Linked DNA regions of Mus musculus: regions 1, 2, 3 and 5 are each linked to region 4. A link is a contact called in public Hi-C, HiChIP or PLAC-seq and promoter capture Hi-C data. All regions are on one chromosome and are shown on one strand. The core of a region is the stretch at or near the end of the contact, and the rest is flanking DNA. Distances in the headings are between cores, read along the strand shown. Region 1 has its middle 16 kb from the start of Slc16a7. Region 2 has its middle 19 kb from the start of Gm36884. Region 3 has its middle 36 kb from the start of Gm29862. Region 4 holds the start of Tafa2 (TAFA chemokine like family member 2). Region 5 has its middle 4.6 kb from the start of Gm29862.

Region 1 (2,700 bases), core at 149-2,648, 2.1 Mb after region 4:
CACGAGGCCTCAACCCAAGACAAAGCACAAAAGGCAGCTAAGGAATGCTGAGAGAGGGAGAAATAGCCTTCTCCAGGGGAGAGCACACCAATTGGTTACCCAATAACAAATGGCCAGCTCTGAAAACTTGACATGCAAGTAGCACTATTTAGACTGAGCTGCTTATGTATATGTATCAATATATACATATATTAATACACGTTAATTCATCACTAATATATTTTACTATCATTATCACATTAATAGCTTTATTGTTGCATTAATATTGTATTATATAATCCATTTATAATATTAAGTTTAAATATTACATATTATAGTCATGGATTTATATAATATATAACATTAATACAATATATTATTATGTATAATTATATACTATCATATCCTATTTTATTTATATAATAATATATTATGTATAATGATTAATATACTATGTATAATATAATGCAACAACACTTAATAAAATTAGCTGTGAATTTGAAAGAGAGCAAGGAGGCATATTAAAAAGGTTGAATGGGAGGAGAGGAGAAAGAAAATGGTAGAATTGTATTATATTGCAACCTCAAAATTTTAAAAAGTCAACAAATACAGTATATAAAATTCTCAAAGAATAAAATAGATGGGAAAAACATTCAAGGAAATGTCTAAGTTTAAAATCCCAGGCCAAACAGAAAAGAATGTAAGAAAAACGCACAGAAGACCCTCTTGTCCGAGGACTTGGCATCCCTTGGATTGTGCAAATGGGTGGCAGATGTTTGAAAGCCTTCCAGCATCAGAAACAGCCTGCCTTGAAAGGCAACAAAACCAGAGGGGCAAACACACAGAAAGCTCATGGGGAAGTCTGAGGCAGAACTGCGGCTGCTCGTCCAGAGAGAGAAGAATTACAGGTGAGAACGAAGGAAGAAGAAGCAGAGCTGAGTCCAAGGATGGAAGGTCCGGGGCTGAGATAAAGACTGAGGAGCACGGAACTGGTCCAGAGCAGGACTGAGACTCTGGGCCGAGGCCCGTGCAGCAGGGCTGAGACTCTGGGCCGAGGCCCACATTTCCAGTGGAGGTTCAGAGGACGATGTGTCAGTCAAGCCTGAGCACAGCCTGGTGGAATTTGCTTTATGAGACAGTGCGTGCACTTGCATCACGCTGATGAAACCTTTGTTTCTTTCCACTTCCTTGTTTGCTTTGTTTTGTTTGTTTGCTTGCTTGCTTGCTTGCTTGCTTTATGAAGTTTTCCTTTCTCTCTCCCTATCTTAGCTTGGAATAAATGACACTGGTTTCCATGATGTCAAAGGTCCATAGGAGAAGGATTTTATTCTGGAACTTGAGTTCTTTCTTTTGAGGGGATGTAGACTAAGGGTTGAGGTTGGAAGGGCTGGTATTTGAAATACTGGGATCTGGTGAGTGTATGTGGGGTTGGTACGATCAAGGACAGGCTATTACCTCATTATCTAACATTCCTGAAGAGAAGCCCTGGCTTCTAGTTTTTTGTTTGTTTGGTTGGTTTTTTTTTTTGTTTGTTTGTTTTGTTTTGGTTTTTTTACCATGTGACATTATTGGGAAACAAAGTACATTACTAAACTTTCAGTTTCAAAAACAACCCAATCAATAATCGACTTAAAACTACAGGGCACATATTTTGCTATTAATGGTTTAAGCTATTTTGGGCCCTGATCAGTTTGCTCTGTGGTTGGGCTTGTGACAGGACAAGTGTGCATACTTCCTCACTGGGGAAGTAAAGGCAGGAGGAGGATGGGGCCTAGACCTCACCATCTCCTTAAGGGCCTGTCTCCTATACCCAAGCTCCTCCCGCTAACCCACACATCCTAAAGCTTCCCCCGCCCCTTGAAGAGCTGAGTCAGAGCAATGCACGTCCCACAAGCAACTCTGAAGGGTGCTCTAGATCCACACTCTTATACTGAGTAGACTGGCTCCCAAGCAGGCATGAAGGGTGCCGTTGTAGGAATGTACCCACGGGATATAGAGAGATGTCATGGGAAGACTGGTGTTGTATTACCACAAGAGAAGCAAAGCCTGGGTCAGGCCAGTCCGGAAGAGAGAAGAAGAGACAGCCCAGCCTACACCTTATTTCACACTTCGAGGTTCTAAAATGGAATGAGAATAATTTTGAGTTGGTCTAAGCCACCCACATGGTGGGGCTTTGTCAGGGCAGCACTAGGAATGCTTACAAGGATGCATCCCATACCAGGCCCGCTTGGCACACTGTACCGATTAGGTCAAGCCTGACAACTGCTCCAGTCCCCGTTAAGAACTCAAGGAATGGGGACTCCCACAGGTCATATGACTCTCCCATGCTCTGCAAAGCCAGTGGACATTAAGGATCCTTCATGGCCTTAATCCCCCTCTGTCTTTTTTGTTTGTTTGTTTTAAAGAGAATCTAAAGTGTTATGTGTCTCTGAGTTGCTTAAATTTATCAGATCCTGACAAACTTCTACAGTGTATAACCCAGGTTATCTGTGTCTACTAATGGGATAAAGAAATAGAGATAAACTTTTTGATGGTAACTAGATTTGTAAACTTGGGTTGGCAGAATGAAGAGCAAATGTAAAACAACCCAGTGCATCAGAGTAGAAATTAGTTTGTTGCCATGTGCCAATTGAAGCGTATACTACAACTATAAAAAGAAATCTGCACATACCCAACATAAAACAACAACAACAATAACAATAACAAAAGTAACCTCCGGCT
Region 2 (2,700 bases), core at 77-2,576, 2.5 Mb after region 4:
AAAGGGAATTTAGTGGGCACATTGAAGAGACATCTGCACTCTCATGTTCACTGAAATGCTGGGATGGTTTGTATGTGCTTGGCCCAGGGAGTGGCACTATTTGGAGGTGTGGCCCCATTGGAGTAGGTGTAACACTATGGGTGTGGGCTTTAATACCCTTGTCTTGGCTGACTGGAAGTCAGTATACTGCTAGCAGCCTTCAGATGAAGATGTCAAACTCTCAGCTCCTCCTGCACCATGCCTGCCTGGATGCTGCCTTGCTCCTGCCCTGATGATAGTGGACTGAACTTCTGAACCTGTAAACACCATCCCCAATTAAATGTTGTCCTTATAAGAATTACCTTGGTCATGGTGTCTGTTCACAGCAGTAAAACCCTAACTAAGACAAATGCTATCCATGGGAGCCAAGCTGAAGAAACTCTCTAAGTTTCTCATGGTTGATGGATGGATACAGTGAATATTAAAGTGGATTACTTACTATTCTGTCACTCACAATACAATGTGATCATTCAAAAATATAAATAAATAAATAAATAAGCACAGATGAAAAACCAGAGATTGTAATGTTAAATGAGATAAGCCAACAACAGAAAGCCAACTGCCTCGAGAGTTCATTCATAAATGGAATCTGTATGAGATATAGAAAATAAGGGTAAGGTGTTTGGAGCGAGTGGAAAGGGTGGGTTAAGAAATGTTGGCTAACAGGCAGTAATGTACAGTTATGGAGAAGGAAAATCTGGCCCGCCGCTGCCCAGTGGGGTCACTGGATGACAACAGCACTGTGTGTTTTAAAAAGCTCCAAGGAACGATCCTGTCTGTTCTCATGATAAGCAAATTATACGTGTGTGAGGAATTAGATGCGTCTGGATTTCGTATTATGTGATATGTGTACATACAACAGTGTAAGATGGTGCTCCGTCAACATGTACAATTGTATGTTGTAATGTATCCCCTAAGGAATTTTGGAAGTGGCCATTTAATTTATTTAATTCAGTAAAACATGATGCTGTTCTGGGACACGCAGCTCCGTGGCTAAGCACATCTTAGTTTGCAAAGGGCGATGGGATCCATCCTCCACCCATAAAAACGTACACGTAAGCCCAACTATATGTGCTATCTTGCATGATAGCAGATTGATTTAACTCAATAATAATTCGATTCGCCTACCTATAAGTAAACGTTAAGACACAGTCATTGCAAGTTGCAATGTTCGTGTGTGGTTTTTTTTTTTTTTTTTTTTTTTTTTGTACTGACCACTAGAGGGCAAGACAATCTAGCAGATTCGAGTAAGCCTAATTTTACCCTACAGAGGGCGGTACCCACCACGCTGGGCAAACGCGCCCACGTGCTCCACCAGGTCCCAGCCACTCACATCTGCCTTCTCCTTGAGGGTGATTGAAGAGCGGAAGAAAAGGCTACGGTCCTCTCAAGTAAACAATTTGTTGGCTGGCTCTTCTAAAGTTATTAGGGAAGTAGGTTCAGTTAAACAATTTTATTTTTCTAGATTTAAGTAGTTTAAGTCTGAAGTGAGAAGGAGGGAAGTCTCGAGTTTGAAGATAAATCTTCACAAAAGGGGAACCAGGAAACATGTGAAAATCATCTCCAATCAAAGGGACCCAGGGTTCCGCCTTGCCTGTTCTATAAACACACAGCATGGGTTTATCCTACAAGTCAAAGTCTTGAATTAGCAACATAAATAACCCTCCAGGGAAACAAAGGAAGGCTATGGGGGAGGGGCGGGCAGAGGGAAATCTCGAGTCTCAGACCCAGCATCTGGGACAAGGCCCAGCGTCCCTTCTGCTCAGCCTCAGTGGCCTGAACTGACAAGAGTGGGTGTCAAGTGCGGCTGCTCCTGACTTTCTCACACTGACTTAGCCCTGCCTCAACAGATGCAAAGCTCCTCTCTCTCCCTCTATAGGGGAGAATCTCTTCTACCCAAAGTTGGGATGGGAAGTGCGCATGCGCACAGCCACACAGGCGCCATTCTGTACAATCCTCTAACTTTAAAAGTGAGCCAAGTAAGAGATGATATTTCGCTGGCTCTTTAAAAATCTGTATTTTCTTTTCTTTTCTTTTCTTTTCTTTTCTTTTCTTTTCTTTTCTTTTCTTTTCTTTTTTCTTTTCTTTTCTTTCTCTCTCTCTCTCTCTCTCTCTCTCTCTCTCTCTCTCTCTCTCTCTCTCGCTCTCTCCCTCTCTCTCTCTCTCTCTCCCTAGCTCTCTCTCTCTCCCCCTTCCTTCCTTCCTTCCTTCCTTCCTTCCTTCCTTCCTTCCTTCCTTCCTTTCTTTCTCTCTCTCTTTTTTTCTTTTTGTTATTTGTATGCATCTCTACAACTAGTATTTTGAAGATAAATTTTTGACCCTTTCTTGAAAGAAATCAACAAACGGGGGGGAAAAATAAAAACTTCTGTTAAATTTTCTCTTTTAAGAAAGAAAACCAGGGCTGGACTAACAGGAGCGTGCTACGCTAATCTTTGGTGCCGTGGCACAAGGGAGTAAACTTGAGACTAGACAAGCAGAAATGTCTCTGACCCTTCTCTCATCAGCTGAGGGCTGCCCTGTCTGGATCTAGGGACAGGAAGGACTGTGGCCAGCAGCCAGAGATGCCTGAGCTGAGGCCCCGCGAGTTCCCCCAGCTTTGTAAACTGTTTTTTTGTTTTGTTTTGTTTTGTTTTGTTTTGTTTTATTGCACACTCGATCTAG
Region 3 (2,700 bases), core at 28-2,527, 2.5 Mb after region 4:
GGACACCAACCCACCCACAAAACCTTCCAGGCACAATTTGTCCTGCCTACAAGATATACAGGGATACAAATGTAATAGAAATTGAGGGATTGGCCAACCAGTGACTGGCCCAACTTGAGACCCATGACATGAGAGAGAGCCCACCCCTGACACTGTTAATGATAGTCTGCAGTACTTGCAGACAGGAGCCTAGTACAACTGTCCTCTGAGAGGATTCACCTAGCAAATGATGGAAACAGATGCAGAGACCCCCCAACCAAATGATAGGCAGAGCTTGAGGAATCCTGTGGAAGAGGGGAAGACTTGAACTATCTAAAGGTGTCAAGGATACTACAAGGAACCTTACAGAATCAATGAACCTGGGACATAGCTGCTCACAGAGACTGAACCACCAACCAGAAGCATGCATGGGATACATCTAGGCCCCCAACACATATGTAACAGATATGTGGCTTGGTCTTCATATAGTACCCCTGAAAATTGGAGCAGGGGCTGTTGTCTCTGACTCTGTTGCCTGTCTTTGGACCCCTTTCCCCTAACTGGGCTGCCTTGTCTAAGCTCAATAGGAGAAGGTGCACCCAGTCCTATTGCAGCTTGATATCAGGCAGACTGATATCCAGGGGAGGCCTCCCCTTCTCTGAAGACAAAGGGGAGGGGAGGGGAGAGAGAGGGAGTAGGAAGGTAGGAGAGAGAGGAAGATGTAGTCAGGATGTAAAGTAAATAATTAATAAAAATATAAAAATAAAACACAATTTGAGAAAAACAAAACAACAACAACAACAAAAAAATCCCAACCATACTTTTGAATGCAATCCATACTATCTGAGGCCATGCCAAGAACTGACCTCAGGGCTGCAACTCTTTTCCATAGAAGTCAAGCCTGTGATGAAGCTAATGTCTGGGACATTGCCATTCAGTTTTTAAGAGCACAGACATGAGAGGAAGCATCTGACACTATCTAGGATTTGGTCCATATTTTATTCCTCTGTTTACCGGCGTGTGAGTGCTAAGTTAGTAGAAAATAGTCCTGGGAAAAGATGGGCAATTGTTGTTAGGGTCTGGGATGGCAAATGTAATTCGTGCTAGAATTCATCACTTCCAGTGTAACAAAGCTGTAACAGTGAAGCATCCATCGATGCTACAATTTTTCACTTGGGTGTAACAAAGCTGTAACAATGAAGCATGCGAGCATGAGCCAAGTAGAAGTCAGATTTCGTCTCAAATCCTCCCCATAGCACCAGCGGTGTGGACACTGCTGGGGAGGGGGGCTCCCTCTTGTTGAATATTTGCATGGCATGGGGCTAAGACCTCTCTCTCCATCTGTTTTATACCTCAACAGAGCTACCGTGAAAAGTGTATAATCTCTCCTTGCAGTTGAGTATGAAAAGACTTAGGCAATGCTCTCCAAATATTACTTGTGGCAATCAAAAGCAATCACTGCATTCAGGGGTTGGTACTCTGACTGCTGAGCTATGCGCTCTCTGACAGTAGCCATAGGACTCCCTGCATACATGGGACACAAGATAAGATTCCGTGTAGATTGTCCCTTGAGCATCTGCTAATCAGTTCTTTCTACAATTAAAAGCATCATGCGTGCATTTGCACGCGCTCAGTTTTCTGTCTGAATACGTTTGAGTATTGTTCCAGACGTGGTTAGGGTACGTCTCTTCAGAACCCTTGCTATAATTATAAAATTATCTGCCATACTTACAAAGAAATGCTTCCAAGTCACTCTCCACATTGCATTGCCTTCTCCCCTCTTCCAAGTCAGCTCACCTTTGGGTCCACCCTCATAACTGTGTCATTAGCAGTAACGGTGATTGATCTATTCCTTCTCGAGGCCTCTGGCCATCTGTGCAAGCAAAACTTCCAGCCCAGACATTTTTAAACATTAAACCTATACTGGAACTCTGTTCAATAGATCTTTCACAAATCCCCAGCCCCCAGCCCCAGAGAGTAAGAAAAGTCAGGTCATGAGCAGGAAGTAATGGAGACAAGGCAGTTTCTGAGCTGAGAGTGCCTTGGTTTATTGTTGTCATGACTACAGAGTTCCACATGCCTAAAGTCACTGGTTTCTGAGAAGAATGATGCAGTGTCTAGCCTTACAGCTGGACATATAAACCAAATTAGTCTGCCATGCCTCTACCTGCTTTGTGGTTATTAGTGAGAAGAGCAATATATCACACGATTGCTCATGCGACAGCTAAACCGTGCACACATGGCTTTCTCGTATCTGTAACTCATTTTTTTTCCCGGCTCCCAAGAATAATAGGTTGAAATCTCAGAGACAGGGTTGGTCCAAAGTAATTTTGACAGAGACTTCAAATTCTTGAATTAAAGATCAACCAGAAAGCAATCTATGGTAGTTCTATGTAGTTAATGCTGCCTATCTGTGTTTTAAGTCACAGGGAAGAGAGAGGTTTTTTTTTTTTTTCTTTTTTTTGGATTCCGTGCAAAACAGTTCAAAACTTCATTGATTTGTGAAAGAAATGATTTCTTTTTAAATTAAATTAAAGAAAGTGCTTCGGAGAGTAGAGGCCTGGCTTGCCTGCTCCAGATGTGAAATGAGGGTCTTGAGGAGGAGTCTGGTCCTTGCTCTCCAAATGATTAATTGAATGACCCAGGGGAAGTAATTTAACCCAGCCATGTAAAAAGAAAATACTCATTTACCCAGCAGAACAGAGCAGCTAAGTCGAACCC
Region 4 (2,704 bases), core at 132-2,631:
CAGTGCCAGGTTATTTAAAAAGAAAAAAAAAACAACAACAAAAAACCTTGTTCCCCCAGGAAATGAGTTACCATGTAATTGTGATAAAATAAAAGTCTTTAATCATACGAGACACTGGTCTTTTGAAAGAGGTCATTTGAAGATATGTTGTGCACAATGATTGCCATGCCCCGGAGTCTCACAAACCTACCAGATACAATCGATTAAAATTCAAAACCCTATATTATTTTGTTTTGGATTTTTATTTGAAATTGCTTCAGTTACTCCCAATTGAAAAAGTAAATTATTGCCTTTTTTAAAGAGTAGACTAAGTACAATGATCAAGTTAGAAAAGAATAAATAAAAAATTCAAAATGAATAGAAAACTGTTTAATCATGACCTTGATACATATTTTCTATTTAAAAGCACACAAATGCCTAAGGCACACCTCCCACTAAATGACAATGTTCACAAACTCTAAACAGCAAAGTTACAGGTGTGCCTAGCTTAGTTGTGTCTGACGTAACAAATCTTTTTAATAAAATTTGCAGGAATGCTTTGTTAAAATAGCCCTCCCAAATCAACTACATAAAACCCTTTAGATAGAAAATAAGGCTAAATTATGTTACCATAAAATCACCAGCTAAAACATATTCCTTAGTTCTTAGTAACTATGGTAATAAGTGGTAGTTTATAGATGGTGGAAAGAATTATGCTAATCTTTCAATGACTCAGGGCTGGGGAAACACAACTACTTAGACCTGGGGAGAATTTAGCTAGTTTGAAAAATTAACCTAGTGGAACGAGAGAGGAGTCAGTTACAGACAAGATCCCTGAGTAAGCGTTCCAGAGTCGACATTTTCTCTCATTGTGTCTAAGTCTTACTCATTTTTCGTACTATCCTAACCACTAGCTTAAATGTTTTCTCATTCATAAGCACGATCAAAATGAGCTGAGTCTAAGAAGTCCTTTCTTGGAAGATCTTATGTACACCGCTTAAACCAGGACCCAATTTGGCCAAACCTTAAGGACATGACCTTCTAGGATCTGTCTCTGAAATCTCTGTAAAGTTAGGATATTCCTTTAGCAATGAATATGCTATCATGGGATTGTGTTAAAACCCCCTTAACTTTGACTCTGTCAGAATTTGTTAGTTGTAGAAATTCAAAATCCTCTTAAATCGGATAGTGTAAGAAAATTCTTGTTTATTTTTTTGGAAGAAAAATTATGAGTCTCCGTGACAGCCGGCAAAGCGTTCTAATCCAGATTTACCGCTAGAGGGAGACATAGTCCAGCATTTGCAACGTTTGCTGTCTTATACTTTTTTTTTTTTTTTTTTCTTTCTGCAGGAAGGTGGTTTGCTCTCAGCATCTGCAGCCACTGCTGACAGAATTGGGAGGGAGACAGAGGGAGTCAAAGCCTCCCGGTCCAGCCGTCCCATTTTACTGCTTAACTCAGCCTGGAGTGTCAGAACCCATCTTTGCCTGCCTTCTCTGTGCTTTGTACAGTGGGGCCAGTCGCTCCCAACGGCCAGCCCGCTGAGTGGAACAGGGGTCTAGGGTGGACTAGCAGGGCTCTGCCCGTTGGGGTGACTTTCGAACATTATCTTTAGTGTATTTTAACAGTACAGAGCTTGTGGTGGGACTCAGAGAGGGAGAAGCTTTGATTGCTTTTTAAAATTATTTTATTTTATTTTATTTTTTGGCTTTTTTTTTTTTTTTCTTCTGGTGATCTGGATTTGTTTCCTCGGGCCCCTCCCCTTGTTCCGTTCTTTCTCACTCCCGCCTTTGGCGAAGTGACACAGGCGACACCTGCTCGCTTGTGTCTGCTGCTGGAACTCGCACCTCCAAGGTGGTGAAGGTGCCGGCGCGCTCGTGACTTGGGGGGACAGCAGAGGGGTTCCCTCCCTTGGAGCACACGATGCGGAGAGTGGCGGCGGGTGGGATGCGAGGAGCTCTACCGGCTGCACTTGGAGGCGCGATCGAGGGGCTGCAGCTGGCCGGGAGTTGCTGCTAAGTGGACGCGACTCGACGGCGCCCAGGTGTCCGAGAGGGCACCCGCGGGACCCGAGTGCGAGCTGCGGGAACGCAGGCGTCTCCCGGGGAGGACGCCGGCCGAGCGCACAGCCCGCGAGCCTGCTCAGAACCGCTCCACACCGGGAGCCTGCAGACCTGGGAGAGCCGGGGAACTCGAGGAGTGTGCTCGGCGGCGGAGGCTGCTCTGCTGAAGGTGAATCACCGCGTCCAATTGCCTTTCCCTAGAGAACCCGGGGGAGGGCGGGAGAGGGGGAACGTGTGAGCGCGCGCGTTTGTGTGCAAGGGAGAGCCGACGCGGGGCGAGAGGAAAAGTCCTCGCTCGCCGCTCAAAGCAAACAAACCGGAGATGGAATAAGAGCGGCGGTGGCTGGAGCCCGCCTGGATCCTCGCAGTCGCGGGAGCCGAGCGCACCACCGCGCGCAGCGCATCGCCGGGGACAGCGGGCGACCGCGGGCGCCGCCGGGGGCTGCGGAGACTTTGGCTCTCCCCCTCGGTCGACGACCCTTCCGATTACTTTGACACTGTGGGATAAAGAGCAGAGCCCGGGGACCGACCTCGCGCGCTGCACCTTCCTTTTGCTTCGGGGAAGGGGGACCCCAGCTTGTAGGTGAAGACGCTGCCGAGCCCCCCTTTAGCCTTCGGAGGAGGCAGCACTCACACTCGCTCGCCCTCTGCGAACACACACCGG
Region 5 (2,700 bases), core at 110-2,609, 2.5 Mb after region 4:
TGACACACCACACGTCCGGTGTCACAGTAATCAACTGCAGAAACAGCAGCTAATCTACCAAGAAGTGTAACCAGAATAGCCCTAAATAATGGTGGGGATAAACCTCCCAAATGCTTTCACAACAGAAATGGTTCCATTGAATACATGGTAATGGACCCCTATTAGACATTCAACAGCAATGAATTTATTCATCTACCATGCGTTATCATACGAAAAATTTGAAGCCAAGTGTAGTGGTGAACACCTTTAATCCCAGCACTTGGGAGGCAGAGACAGGCAGATCCCTGAATTCAAGGCCAGCTGGTCTACAAGGCTAGTTCCGGGACAGCCTGGGCTACACCGAGAAACCCTGTGTCAAAGAACCAAAAGATAAAAAGGAAGAAAGAAAAGAAACAAAGAATCAAAAGAAGAAAGAAAAGTTTGAGGGATGTTGAGACACCTATTAGAATCAATACCTATTCTAAAGTTCTTAGCTTTAGGTAAATAAAATTGCAAAATAAGTTATGTTATGATATAAGTGGCAGACATCATAAAGTTGCATTGAGTGGCAGATTTCACACGGAAGGTTTATTGGGGAGTGGGTGTACAGAGGATGCCTCAGGGCGAGGGTGGAGAAGAAAAGAGCAAAATGAGGAGGGACTGGCCTTTAATAAGGGGATGTACCACATGCGTGCGGGGGCGGGGCTTGCAGCTGCGACTAGACTATCCTGCTATCGCTGGTCCCTGGGGCAGGCTGCGAAGATGCCTGATGGCTAACAAGGTACATCATGAAATAAAACAAGAATAAGATAATGCATAAGGATATCCCATGGTTAAACATCTGAAGGTCATGTCAGGAATTATACTCAGAAGAAAACAATTTCCGATTGATAGCGTGCTCTGAAATTAAACAGATTAAATGACTGCTATTTCTGCACTCTCCAAACTCTTACGGATTAATAAATTGTTGAGAGATAAGCTACAGACAACAGGAGGGGCTTCTCTGGATGAAGTGGCCAGAGAATTCTCCACGAGACCGGATGGACAGAGGGAGAGCCATGAGGCAAGACAGAAATAAAGAGGAGAGCTGAAGGAATAGTGTTGTTTAGAGACAAGTCCTGAGCCTCCTCCACACCAGGTGGCTGTTAGTTGCTAACCTAGACCACTCATGTTCACTCTAATACCTGAAATGAATGTCTCCGTCCTAAGGCCTCTAATTCCCTTGTCTGGTAAGATTGGGTGCCCTTTCTTCCTGGAAGACTGCATGCTTCTCTCCTGCTGGGTGTCAGTGACATTCGTTTCCGTATAATGATCACTACAGCCCAGTCCAGACTGTGACGTGGTCTTGGCTGATTAACTGTGATTTAAGATCACGGATTGTCATTTTTCAGTTTTCTTCTTCCATCTTAGAACCCACCTGCAATGAATGGGCCTGGGCTCTAAAGGCAGGAAGCATTGCTCAAATGAAGAAGAAATCCAAGCGCTGACGTCTTCGGTTGTCTCCTTATTATGGTTTCAATATGAAATGTATTCCATAAGTCTCCAGCTGGGGCTTCAAGAAAGGTGGTGGAAATTTTAAGAGGAGGGAGGAGTCTAAACGGAGGGAATAGTCCACTGAGAGAATACTGCCCCAAGTCATTTCCTTCTGTCTGCTTCCCTTCCCGTTATTCAGCAAAGAACCACCTCCTATTGCCATGATATTTGGAATCTCTTCAAATCCATAAGCAACATAGCCAAAGACTATGGACTAAAACCTGAACTAATTCTGAACTCAGGTAAGTCCTTCCTCCTTGAAGCTGGATGTGCCAAGCACGGAGTCAGAGCGACAACACAGAAGTAAGTACCTTACTCAGCCTAGACTGACCACCGAAGCTGGCACTTTTTTTTTTTTTAAAACATGGGAAAAGTAAAGTTTTTCCATGCAATGCCTGTAGTTCCGTTTCTGTCCCAAGCAACTGAAGCCAGGTTAGGGACTCTAACAGCATGGGGTTGTGCGGGGAGTTTTGTAGCAAAGCTTGTGCTCAACGTTTGTTCGGCCTTAGATTCAATCTCCAAAAAAGGAAAAAGCAAACCCAAGCCTAAAGAGAGCAGAGAGGCTGTTTATAAGCATACCTTTGCTTTGCAAAGGGTCGTTGGCAAAATGCTTAGCTCCCTAGCCTCAGTTTCTCCATCTATAGCCAAAAGACAGTAATGACATGCAGTGTTCATGACCTTGTAAGCACCAAATGAAACGGGGTTTGCCAAGTTCCAAGGACATTTTTTTGGTGATAATAAACACTTGATAAAGGTTGGCTATAATTGCTACTGCTAGTAAATATTTGCTCTTTGAAATAATAAATGAGCATGCGTTTTATTTTATCTCTTCAGACCCTAATGAAATTATCATATTTGGAAAATAAACTAAGCAAATACATTACTACAGAGGAACCAAAATCAATACATGATTAAGTCAGTGTTACTGTTTTTTTTTTCTGATACTTTCATTTAGAAAACAAACTCTTCACAGTAGTTTACATGTTTCTAAAATAAATATTGCAAAGATAACAAAGAGAGTTGTCATACATCCTTAATCTCCATACCCAGGTTCCCCTCTTATTAGCTCTTAAATTGTTTGTAAAAGTTTCATTATGGGAGACGGTAGAGATGGCTCAGTGGTTAAGGGCTTTATGACGTTCCTGGATTTGATTCCCAGAAGTCGCATAATGGCTCACAACCATCTGT

The links. Promoter capture Hi-C pulls out the DNA fragments that hold promoters and counts their contacts. A called contact is a pair of places that touch in the nucleus more often than the background predicts. HiChIP or PLAC-seq counts read pairs in DNA pulled down with a chosen protein or histone mark.
Region 1: a contact with region 4 is called in a promoter capture Hi-C map of cranial neural crest. The contact joins the enhancer-like site here to the promoter of Tafa2 in region 4. A contact is called at or near these places in 9 of 39 promoter capture datasets (the 3T3-L1 cell line, cranial neural crest, embryonic stem cells and 6 more), 1 of 484 Hi-C or Micro-C datasets (cerebral cortex), 5 of 115 datasets of contacts at active chromatin or transcription factors (craniofacial prominence, embryonic forebrain, embryonic hindbrain and 2 more) and 3 of 9 other capture datasets (adipose tissue, embryonic stem cells and pancreatic islet).
Region 2: a contact with region 4 is called in a Hi-C map of uterus, with 5 times the contacts expected there. The contact joins the enhancer-like site here to the promoter of Tafa2 in region 4. A contact is called at or near these places in 5 of 39 promoter capture datasets (the 3T3-L1 cell line, cranial neural crest, embryonic stem cells and 2 more), 2 of 484 Hi-C or Micro-C datasets (palatal mesenchyme and uterus), 6 of 115 datasets of contacts at active chromatin or transcription factors (craniofacial prominence, embryonic forebrain, embryonic hindbrain and 3 more) and 2 of 9 other capture datasets (adipose tissue and embryonic stem cells).
Region 3: an H3K4me3 HiChIP or PLAC-seq map of embryonic limb bud shows a contact between it and region 4, with 18 times the contacts expected there. The contact joins the enhancer-like site here to the promoter of Tafa2 in region 4. A contact is called at or near these places in 9 of 39 promoter capture datasets (the 3T3-L1 cell line, 3T3-L1-derived adipocytes, the C10 cell line and 6 more), 1 of 115 datasets of contacts at active chromatin or transcription factors (embryonic limb bud) and 2 of 9 other capture datasets (embryonic stem cells and embryonic tail).
Region 5: a promoter capture Hi-C map of cranial neural crest shows a contact between it and region 4. The contact joins the enhancer-like site here to the promoter of Tafa2 in region 4. A contact is called at or near these places in 16 of 39 promoter capture datasets (the 3T3-L1 cell line, the C10 cell line, cranial neural crest and 9 more), 1 of 15 datasets of contacts at CTCF or cohesin (stem cell-derived epiblast-like cells), 7 of 484 Hi-C or Micro-C datasets (the AtT-20 cell line, adipose-derived mesenchymal stem cells, cranial neural crest and 3 more), 9 of 115 datasets of contacts at active chromatin or transcription factors (the NIH/3T3 cell line, VIP interneurons, embryonic forebrain and 6 more) and 1 of 9 other capture datasets (liver).

What each region holds. Positions count from the first base shown.
Region 1 is chr10:125,323,568-125,326,267 of GRCm38.p6, forward strand. It overlaps a transcript of Slc16a7 not described here. Among named protein-coding and RNA genes, the nearest start is that of Slc16a7, 16 kb to the left of the region's middle. Within about 2 kb of position 1,399, at least 38 of the 459 cell types and tissues checked have an H3K27ac peak or open chromatin away from gene starts, as enhancers often do.
Region 2 is chr10:125,724,180-125,726,879 of GRCm38.p6, forward strand. No RefSeq gene overlaps it. Among named protein-coding and RNA genes, the nearest start is that of Gm36884, 19 kb to the right of the region's middle. Within about 2 kb of position 1,327, at least 27 of the 459 cell types and tissues checked have an H3K27ac peak or open chromatin away from gene starts, as enhancers often do. A contact at or near this core is called in adipose tissue and uterus, where this site is marked.
Region 3 is chr10:125,808,119-125,810,818 of GRCm38.p6, forward strand. No RefSeq gene overlaps it. Among named protein-coding and RNA genes, the nearest start is that of Gm29862, 36 kb to the left of the region's middle. Within about 2 kb of position 1,278, at least 27 of the 459 cell types and tissues checked have an H3K27ac peak or open chromatin away from gene starts, as enhancers often do. A contact at or near this core is called in embryonic limb bud and second pharyngeal arch cranial neural crest, where this site is marked.
Region 4 is chr10:123,262,695-123,265,398 of GRCm38.p6, forward strand. It overlaps Tafa2 (TAFA chemokine like family member 2), which reads left to right and starts at 1,382. Exons shown (of 5, transcript NM_001252387.1): 1 at 1,382-2,704.
Region 5 is chr10:125,777,197-125,779,896 of GRCm38.p6, forward strand. No RefSeq gene overlaps it. Among named protein-coding and RNA genes, the nearest start is that of Gm29862, 4.6 kb to the left of the region's middle. Within about 2 kb of position 1,360, at least 2 of the 459 cell types and tissues checked have an H3K27ac peak or open chromatin away from gene starts, as enhancers often do.